Linked DNA regions of Sus scrofa: all the other regions are linked to region 1. A link is a contact called in public Hi-C data. All regions are on one chromosome and are shown on one strand. The core of a region is the stretch at or near the end of the contact, and the rest is flanking DNA. Distances in the headings are between cores, read along the strand shown. Region 1 overlaps C10H9orf3 (aminopeptidase O). Region 2 overlaps C10H9orf3 (aminopeptidase O). Region 3 overlaps C10H9orf3 (aminopeptidase O).

Region 1 (3,364 bases), core at 268-2,767:
GGGCACGCTGCTGCCCTCCCCTGTGGAGGGTACAGCCGTGGGGGCCTCAAGAGCACGTGGAGGAGGGCAGCCCATTCTGACCAGCAGGGCAGGGAGCAAGGCCGTCTCTTTCCCCAAGCCTGCGTCCAGGCAGCTCGGCCTTTCTGCTTCTATGCAAACAGAATCATCTGGGTCACATTAGCCGGCTCCACTGTAAACAGCCCTGACAAACTGAGGGCTGGGGAGAATAGGAGGTAAATGGAGGGGGCCTTTCCCACCCGATGCAGGACAAAGCAGGAAGGGGCTGGGTGGAACCAGAGTGCAAACGGCCCCCTGGGGAGGCCTGCTCACAGGCTCGCTCTCTCTCTCTCCCAAGTGGGTAGGGGTGTGGGTGGGAGGGGAGGTTCCAGGACAGGGTGAGGGTGGGGGCTTGGGGGGGGTAGGGTTGTGGGGGAGGTTCCAGGAGGGGGGGGCGGTGTGCGCCTCCCAAAAAGGCCCGGGGGTTGGGGGGGTGAGGGCTGGTTCTACGTTTGCGGACCTCAGAGGCCCTCTGACCCCTCTACTACTAGGGCACAAGGCAAGGCAGGGGCCTCTGTGCCACCGACGCCCCCAACCCCCTCTTCGCCTGCAAAAAAACCAAAACTCTCCGCTCCATGGGACGGCTCTGACCCTGCGTGAGGACAACAGTGACTGTGTTTTGTGCATATGTGTCTGTGTGTCTGTGGTCTAAGCAGCTGGCCCCCCACGAGGCCCAGGAGCAGCAGGAGCTGAGGGCTTGCCTGCGCTGGCGTCGCCTCCGGGACGAGGTGCGGAGCTCCCCTGAGGAGATGCAGGTGTTGAGGTAAAGCATCACGTGATCCCGCCCCCCTCCTTTCCTTCAAGCCTCATCCAGGCCATCTCCTTAAATCGGCTGTTTCCTTTTAAAATTAAATTGGGCTGGATTACTCATCCTCCCAGGGACAGGATTGTTATGTTTTAAGTCGTTCAGGGTGTGGGTTTGGATTTGCCTTCTGACATTTTCCCTGGGTGTCTATTCAGGAAAAAAAAAAAGCACGGGGCCGTTTCCGGGACCACATTCTTCACTTGAGGTCGTAATAGTCACTCTGTGTGGTGGCTGCGGACTTGGAGAAGGTTAAAGTCCGGTAGCCTGGCAGACAGTAACCCTTGAAAGCCAAACGGGGTGGGGGGAAGAAAAAAAACCTTTAGGAAAATATTGATTCCTAAGTGTTTAGTAGTAACAGATGTTTGTGTCAATGGGGCCTTTTGTTCCGGATGCAGCCCCGCAGGAGGCCACTCCTGTGCTGGTGGGAGGATTCTGCTCTCAGCTCCTGTGTTTTATTTTCTGAGTGTGTCCTGCAGCACTTGTTAAGGATTACTTCTTGCCATTTTTTTTTTCTTTTTTTTTTGGTTCCTCTGTTTGCTCCTTCTCGTCAGGTCTCTAAATAGTTGTTTATCTGAAACCTCAAGCCTAGGCCCCAGGAGCACTGCAGTTGCCATGGCAACAGAAGCTTCCCTCCTGCCCCCTCTTGCTTGGAGCCCAGCCTTTGGACTCGGTGGTCAGACAGGTGGGAAGGCGGCCATCCAGGAGTCACCCCTCTTTTTAGATGGCTGTCCTGAAGGCCAATTCCTGGGCAGAAGCCCGCCTGCATGGATTTTGCTTCTGTTGTTTATTTTTAATAAACAACACCCCCCTGCAACACACACACACACACACACACACACACAGAGGTGGCTTCCCCCTAAGGCTGGAGTCTGAGGGAAATGCGGGCCCAGCCTGACCCCAGCGAGGCCGACCAGTCCTTCTGTGCTGCCCGGCAGCCAGGGTGTGGCCGCTCTTCCCACGAAGAAGTCCCCCCTCTCACGCTAACTGCTGCTGTGGCTGACTCATCCATTGTTTAGGAAAGCCAGAGCCAGGAGCCCTGCCTGCCCCACCCAGCGCCACTGTTCACACATCCGGTCACTCAGCCAGCGGGATGGCCACACCCACGGCCAGCGTGCACAGGGTCCCTGCTCTCATGCAACTCGCGGTCAGTTGGGCCCCTCTTGCATGCACGGCTAGTGACAGGTGGTAAGAAGCGGTGTGAAGGGAGCACAGAGATTGACAGCAAGGAGGATGCCTCTCTGTAGAGCACCAAGGCCTTAAGGCAGGAGGCACACGGCTTGGCATGCTGGTGCTGGAGGGACAGAGAGGAGGGCAGCGTGGTAGGAAGAGCAGGGAGAGGCAGGCAGGCGCTGGAGCTTCCAGCCTTCCCCCAAGTGCAACTGGAAGCCGCCCAGGGCCTTCAGCAGGGAAGGATCCCTGCTCTGCGGGCAGCAGACAAAAAGCAAGGAGATGGGTTAGAACGTGGCAGTAGACGGTCACGCTTCCAGTCCTGCTGGTCACAGGACAGACACGAGAAGCCAACCTATTTAAGACAAGTTTTGGCAGTGGGACTGGCAGGTCTTTGGTCTATTGAGTGTGGAGAGGAGGCAACTGAAAGTGTCCAGAATGACTTCTAGGCTTTTGACTTGAGCAGCTGGGCAGACAGATGGCGGTGCCATGTGGTGAGATGGTACAGACTCCGGGTGGAGCAGGCTTTGGAGGGAAGAATCAAGATTCCCATTCGGCATGTGTTAAGGTTGACGTGCCAAATAGATACTCAACTATTGAGAACTCAGTGGGGTTTACAAGTCAGGAGCTCACTGGAAAAAATGGGGACATTCAGCCTATGGCTACTGACAATCCCAAGCCTGGTAAAATCACTGGGAAAGAAGAAGGTGGGAGAAGAGGTTGGGAGGAAGAGGCGGAGCCAGCGGAGGAGCTGGGGAAATCAGTGCAGAGAGAACCCAGGTGCCAGGAGTCCTGGAAGTCAGGAAAGGGAGTGAGTCAAAAATTGTATTGGGAAAATAACAATTAAAAAAAAAGAAAAGAAAAGAAAGAAAAGAAAGTGAGTCAAGAAGATGGGAATGGGATGTTGGATGCTGCCGAGGGCCGTGGGACGGGGAGGGAGAGAAGGGGCCCTGGAGTGAGTGTGGGCCCTGCAAAGGATGCTGGTGACCTTGACGGGCATGCATGTATTCATGAGTTGTGGAGAAGGGAGCTAGATCGAAGTGACGAGTGAGGGGAGATCAGGAAGCAGAGACACTGGGTGTGGACTGTGTGAGAGAAGTTGTGCCGGAAGGGGAGGTAGATGAAGATCAGAGAGGTTTGTTTTAAGGTGGCTGCTGCGGGAGCACACTTATGTGCGAGCTGTAACTAGGCCAATCCCGTCAGCTCTCAAGGCTCGATGCTTCCATTCCCCAAGTCCTTTGGAAGCCTCCCGTTCTGCATGCCCCTAGTCCTTTGGTGGAGTTAGGGGCATTATAATTAACATTCCTTGGAGTTCCCGTTGTGGCTCAGCAGGTA
Region 2 (3,364 bases), core at 268-2,767, 120 kb after region 1:
ATACTTAATTTAAAAATTTAAAAACAATTTTCTTCATTTAAAAATGGAGAAATTTTAGAGCATATTGAGTAAATGCATGGAGTGAGACTAAAAAACTATAGTTACCTGATATCTTGAAAAAATGAAAATGTTTTTGAAAAATATATATTGAAAGGGGAAGACATGAGTCATATAACCTATTTTATTCAGTGTTTTTGTAGTGGTTATTTTATTATTTTTCTACTCCACTAGTTCATTGCCTGTGTTTCTTTGGTTTTGTTTTTAATCTTTCACATGCCATAAATTGTTTAGTAATTCTAAAATGGATGCAGATTGCTTTAGAGATTAAACCAGTACTGGAAAATAAAGGGCTTTTTTTGTTGTTTCTGGTGTTTTATTTTTCTAAGCACATATTTCATGGTTATAATTTTACTCATCCTGAAATACCCCCTGTTCATCTGAAACTAGACTGAAGAGACTCATACTCAGAATTGTGAATGGGCTATTATAAATTTCTGGGGAAAATAGGCCTGATCACTTCAACCAGTACTAATTAAGAATTATGCAGATTAATTACTAGAAAGATGCCCTGGGTGGTTTGTTGCCCTTTTATTGGCATAATCTGTACACTGTAAAGAAAACAGCCCTCCCATATCTTCGTACATCTTTCACCCTTTCACCAGGTGATCCAGGAACATTTGTGACAGTTCTGCAGGAGGCACTAAACTCATGCATTTAATATTCATTTTTTCATAACAGTGATTTTTCTTTTTTTTCTTTGTTGTAGCTAGTATAGGCTGGTGTTTTTCCATAGAGATGCTGATATCATGGTGAAATGGCACGTACGCTGGAGTTTAAACTTTTTTTTTCCCTAAAGTACAGTGAGTTACGAGAGAAAGTCTTCACATTCTATAAATTAGAGGAAAAATTGTTGCAGCTCTGATTGCCTTTGTTCTCAAAGCCATTTGAATTGCAGGCTGTGTTGGGACTGGTTTGGACATTGTTTAACTGCTGAGACTAAAACTTCTAATTAGAGTAATTACTGGGTGGGAGCTGACTGGCGGGGCGGGGTGGGGGCCAGGGGCGTGGCCGCGAAGGGGCGCCGCGCGGTGGGAACCCGGCCCGACGGGGCGCGCGGAGCGGGCGGGGCGGGGCGGGGCGCGGCGCGGCGGCGACGGCCTCTCCGGGGATTGGCCCGTGAAGAGGAGGCGGCGCGCACGGCGGCCGCTGCGGATATCAGCCGGCGCCCGGGACCGATCCGCGAGGACTCCAGGCTCCGGCCCGCGCCCAGACGGGAGCCTCAGTAAGTCGGACTTTTTCCTCCGTCCCCCCCTCCCTCCCCCCTCCAGGTCGGGCTGGCCCGTCTGACAGCTGCGGGTGCCCAGGGCCGTCAGCTGGTGCTCGTTAGGAGAATGAAGGTGGTTTCTTCTCCGTCTACCAAATCCCTTCTCATTTTCCTCTTTTTAACTTTCCGTCTCTCCACCAAATGAGCTTGGCGGGAAAGAAAGCCAATTTGGGTCTCTCGTATTCGTTCTGCTTCATAATCCTATCCTCCTCTGCTCCCGGCTTAACAGCCCATTCTGTGGATTTGCATCCCCACTCCCGTGGTGGTATCATTGGATGTGAATGGGAATTCTAGTTGCCTTCAAAAATACTATACATGGGCTCTTGCCTTCCTTTTCATGCCTTTGTACTAGACGTTTTTAAACTTTGAGTGCATTTCAGGTCATGGGCGTCGGTATCGTAATTTTTTGTGTATTTCCCAAATCTTCAAGGAAGAAAAGTCAGGAAAACAAATACGTTCTGATGTGCTCAAGAAAGCTTAGTACTTAAAGGACAAATCCAGAGAAAGAGTCACAGATGACCTCTTCAGACTAGAGCCTTCTTTAGAAAGGTTCTTGAGGTTAGCTCTCTTCTCTAGAGAACTCTTCTCCTTCCTCTTTGTGTGCGCTCACCTAGAGGGGTCCTGGTCTTGGGTCTCAATTCGGTGCAAACATTCTTAGATGGAAACGTCGACCAAGTGCTGGACAGCTAACCACAGACAGTAAAAGAAGCAGTGTTTTTAGCTTTGACTCTAAAGAGAAGTTTGTTTGGGTAGCCCTGGAGGGAGCAGCCTGTTCATGTTTTATTTCTCTCTCAAAGGTAACTATTACTTACAAAGTTATGAGATGAGACCCTACGTTGTGAAGTTAGTAGGAAAGTGGTTCTCAGCCTCTGAGGTGGCATTTAGTAATTGAAAAATCTGTGTGTCCACTTTTCACTTTGAAGGCATCAGTGCTCACTTTTTTTTTCTTTTTTTCAGATTAATCTGTTATAAATCAGGCTTCATTTTGGAATAGAATATATTATAATTGGTATGTTGTGACTTTGATTAAAAGCGCGGTTGAAGAAATTCTGTTAAAATGTGGAGAGTAAACTCTTAAAGTTTTTTTTTAATTACATAAGAAAAATTTCTTAAAACCTACACAAAGAAAACTGTTCATTGCTTACCTCTTTTTTTTTCTTTTTCTTTTTAACATAAGTTCCAAGTTAATTTATAAAGCAGATAATCTGGGTACTGAGAGGAGGGACAGTTTGGTTTTCTATAGACTGATTATCTTTCGTTAAAATGGATAAACAATTCAAAAACTTAGAAATGCTTAAACATTTCTTGCAATTTTGAAAAGTTCTGTGCTATTAAAATGTATTATGTTCATAAAATAATTCTGAATTTTTCTTTTTTGAGATGTTATACATTTATACATACATAAAGGCATATAAAAGAGGAATCAAAACGCTAAAACTTAATGGCAGTTTAATGAAATTTCTTTAGGAGTCTATTAGGAATAACTTGCAGTAATTGAGATTTTAGATTGCTACTAGATCACAGATCTTCAGTTTAATCTCCTTCATACTAACACCTATGAAAGGGTTTTGATAGGTCTCAGACCTGCTGGGATTTTAGATCTCTAAGTTTTAGGTCCATGGTTAATAAGTATGTTTTGCATTTTTGAAGACTAATCTCTGTTTATTGAAGTATTTGAAATTACAAAGTTTTTCTGTGGGAGCAACAAATGAGGCCGAATTTCAGATTTCCTGCTCCTGTATCCGCTTCAGTCTGCTCTGGGCCTTGAGTCCAACTTGAAGCTCACAGTAGACATAATAAGATTATAATGTCTGAATTCTTATAGCAGTAAGAGTATGCTTAGCTCTAAAGAACATATTTGTAACACTCGTTTCAGTCTGATTGTTTAGTTGGTAGTAGTTCTTATCATGATGGGAAGTCACATTGATTTATGGATTAGTCAGCCCTTTGTACGTTGCTTGCGACTTTGGGGTAAACAAACCTGGCATGGATCATGAGCAGGCCATATATTGTTCTATTTCCCATTCACCTGTTTGTTTT
Region 3 (3,364 bases), core at 529-3,028, 66 kb before region 1:
TGTTGCCAAAGTTCCAAGTTCTTGATCTCGTAGAGCGTTGTTGATTGCTAATGAGTGCCCTATTTCTAGCTTAAGTGATTAGCCTTTGAAGCTTTATTCAACTAAAAAATTTGTTTGGAGACTTGAGTCATCAACCCTTATCTGTTTCCATCCAGCCACTGTCTGGGCAAAATATGTGTTGGAAAAGTTTACTAGTGTCTCTTGGCAATCATTTGCTGTGGGATGGCACAGCCACGTAAAATGAAGTGGTGTAATGTTTTTTTGGTTACACCCTTTACCCTTGAATTAGATTGAATTAGCATAAAAGGAAGCATGTAGTGATGTAAAATCCAAGCCAGATAAGGCTTATCTTACCCAAAAACAGAATGAATGATTACTTATCTATAGAAACGTCATTTGAGGACAGTCTGTCTTCTGGGAATCTCTCTCCACACATTAGTCCTTTATATAATCATTGCCCAATCCCATTACATGCATTGCTTTTTAGAGTCACCCTTTGATATGAGTGACATAAGCAAATTGATTTCTCTAATAAAAAAGATGGGACTACATGAAGGTACTTGGCACTTGGGCAAGGGAATGGATTAAGGTTGTCACTTTAAAAGAAAAAAGGGAAAAGGAATGGTCAGAACATTTTTGGGGGCGGCGGGGGGTGGGGGGAGTGCAGAGACCTAATAATAACTTCCTTTTCTAGAATGCCAATCACATGCTCAGCACAGGCCAAGTGCCTTTCATATATTCAGATCCCACTCGGCCCTCACAACGACCCTGAAAAACAGATGTTTTTTTTATCGTTTTGTTACACGAGAAAAGTTCAAAGACATTAAGAGAGTTCCCTCAAAGTCCCAGAATTGGTAATGGGCAGTGGGGCTGGGATTGGACCCCAGTGCGGCCACAGACTCGGGGCTCTTTACACGCGCCTGCAAACTAAGCTTGCTGATGCCGCAGTAGAGCAGCACCCCAGCCTTGCCTTAGGCCAAACTCCTCACTGGTGCCTGGCACCGGGGGGCGACTGGATGGATGCTGCAACTTTTGTGGAGAGGGAATATGTAAATTGGATGTGGGTCAGCTCAGTGGGCAAAGAAGTAGAATGTTCGTGGTTCTGTGGTTTCAAAGGAAGAGCCAAAAAAACTAAAAAGTCACCATGATTTGGGTTTTTACAGACCCGCCTTGGTTCTCAAAAGGATCACTGCCCTCCTTGAGGTCTGTCTGTGGCTGGCTGGCCTTGTGAAGGGTGGTTGGGCCATCCCCGACCCCTCTCTCTGCTCTATTGGGCTGAGCCAGCATCCACTCCCCCGGCCGTGAGGGGGGTGTCCTTTCTCACGTGGTCTTTCTCTCCATCTCTCTCTCGGCCGTCCCCCCCACTGCTCTCCCGAAACACGGGCGTCACTCCCCATTCCATTCTCTAAAAAGGTTTGTACCCTGGAGTGCATTCCGAGGCCCCACCCCGACACCATATTTTTGAGCCTGTGTCAGCAGCCTTTCTCCTCACTCTCATTATAGTCCTTTCACACGACCTTGACCCATGTGGCTATCTTTAGTTTTGCCCTCTTAACCATAGGTACAGGTAATGCCACGACTCCCGTGATTGCTTTATCTTCAGGCCTTGGCTGCTGTTCAGCCTTTCTGTTTTAAATGTGTCCTTTATTTATCATCAGCCCAGGAACCTCTTTGGGTTGGTGGCATAATTTTCAGACTTCCTGACATCTGAATAGAGACACATACACACCCTCCTTAATGCTGGCTGATTTTAATCTTCTGGGCCACAATAAATCTGACACATACCTCAAGCCAATGGCATGCTTGCCTTGATATTTTGATCCGTTTTCCCTTACCACAGAGATGGCTTGATTTAAGAAAGTAGCTCTGGCATGTGCTGTTTTAACTAACAACAGAGTGTCAAATTGGCATTCCAGCACACTTGAATTTCTGCAACCTTGTATTGCTCTTATCATTCCAGATTTAAAAGTATTTTACCTATTTGATATTTACTGGTACTGCAGATCAGTTTTTTCCCCTGTCTTGTACTCCTAGAATAATGAGAAATATGACAGGTTGGGCGTTCCCGTTGTGGCTCAGGAGGTTAAGAACCCGACTAGTACCCATGAGGACACGGATTTGATCCCCATTCTCATTCAGTGGGTTAAGGATCGGGCATTGCCGTGAGCTGTGGTGTAGGTTGCAGATGCAGCTCAGATCTGGCATTGCTGTGAGCTGTGGTGTAGGCTGGTATCTGCAGCTCCACTTTGACCCCTAGCCTAGGAACTTCCATATGCTGCAGGCGCAGGCTGAAAAAAAAAAAAAGCAAGAAAGAGAAAGATGACAGGTTGAAGCTTTTCCCTACTATTTTTTTATCATCCAACAAGATAACCGTGGGAAGTAAATTGGTTCTCATGACAATAAAAGTCGTACCTAGAATTTCCATTTCGATTTTCTTCTTTTCTTCTCTGGGTCTCATTTAGATGACATTTCTCTGGATAGTTGAATGAGTGAGCCTCCACGTGAGGCATGTGTTTAAAATAGATTTATGGCAGGGCAAAGAATCACATTTCCTGGTAACGATCTAAACGAGGATACCACTCATTCTTTAGTCTTTTTTGTTTGTTATTGTTATTTGGTTTTTAAAGGTCATCTGTCCAGCTCCATCATTTGATAGAGGAAGAAACTGAAGCCAAGAAAGGTTGCTGTACTCATGGTTACTCAGAAAATTTATGGCAGAAGTGGTCTCACACCCACAGCTCGTGAGTTCATATACTCAGAATCCGAAGGAGGAATTTTGAAACCTTACTTCCACATACTATTGGGTCTCTAACTAATGAAGCAATAGAAATGCTTCTTTGAGGCAAAAGTTCTTTATTCATTAGTTAGCATCTTATTCCTGTGTGTCTCCTATATTCTTGAGTAAAAAAAGCTTAGATATCTAAAGCTTATTTAACTTCAAATCCTATTATCCCCAAATGAGGCTCTAATTTATTTCCTTGAGCTGTTCCACCACACACCTCAATAAGTCACGATTTGTTAAGTTTATATGGCACATTTTTTTTAAGACTTAGATATAAAGTTCCATGTCCTTAAGTAGCTGCCTACTCCATTGGAAAGAAAGGACTTGAAAGATTAACAAACCGGAATAAAATGCTAATTGTGTGGTACCCATCACTGGTGCCACAGAACTTTAAGGGAAATAAAAATCACTGGAAGTTGGAGCAGCCAGGGAAACTTCCAGAGAGGTGTCTCACTTGCCACATGATTAAGGTCTTTTACAGGGAGGTTAAGTAACAAGACAGGAGAATTTGTCATCAAGGTACCCAGAGGCCAGGAGCAGCAACAAGAACAGGAAATACATCCAGGGGCAGTGAGTTATAAC

The links. Hi-C and Micro-C count contacts between places; a contact is called where the count stands out from the background.
Region 2: a Hi-C map of embryonic fibroblasts shows a contact between it and region 1, with 2.5 times the contacts expected there. The contact joins two enhancer-like sites. A contact is called at or near these places in 4 of 47 Hi-C or Micro-C datasets (embryonic fibroblasts, epiblast stem cells, fibroblasts and 1 more) and 1 of 2 datasets of contacts at active chromatin or transcription factors (alveolar macrophages).
Region 3: a contact with region 1 is called in a Hi-C map of embryonic fibroblasts, with 4 times the contacts expected there. The contact joins two enhancer-like sites. A contact is called at or near these places in 1 of 5 promoter capture datasets (liver), 6 of 47 Hi-C or Micro-C datasets (adipocytes, embryonic fibroblasts, fibroblasts and 2 more) and 2 of 2 datasets of contacts at active chromatin or transcription factors (alveolar macrophages and skeletal muscle).

What each region holds. Positions count from the first base shown.
Region 1 is chr10:27,238,269-27,241,632 of Sscrofa11.1, reverse strand. C10H9orf3 (aminopeptidase O) reads left to right here. Exons shown (of 19, transcript XR_002336299.1): 7 at 714-820. Among named protein-coding and RNA genes, the nearest start is that of MIR23B, 160 kb to the right of the region's middle. Within about 2 kb of position 1,517, at least 51 of the 83 cell types and tissues checked have an H3K27ac peak or open chromatin away from gene starts, as enhancers often do. A contact at or near this core is called in alveolar macrophages, embryonic fibroblasts and skeletal muscle, where this site is marked.
Region 2 is chr10:27,114,349-27,117,712 of Sscrofa11.1, reverse strand. All of the region lies in intron 14 of C10H9orf3 (aminopeptidase O), which reads left to right. Among named protein-coding and RNA genes, the nearest start is that of MIR23B, 36 kb to the right of the region's middle. Within about 2 kb of position 1,517, at least 33 of the 83 cell types and tissues checked have an H3K27ac peak or open chromatin away from gene starts, as enhancers often do. A contact at or near this core is called in alveolar macrophages and embryonic fibroblasts, where this site is marked.
Region 3 is chr10:27,304,790-27,308,153 of Sscrofa11.1, reverse strand. The region is part of intron 5 of C10H9orf3 (aminopeptidase O); the gene reads left to right. Among named protein-coding and RNA genes, the nearest start is that of C10H9orf3, 170 kb to the left of the region's middle. Within about 2 kb of position 1,778, at least 17 of the 83 cell types and tissues checked have an H3K27ac peak or open chromatin away from gene starts, as enhancers often do. A contact at or near this core is called in alveolar macrophages, embryonic fibroblasts and skeletal muscle, where this site is marked.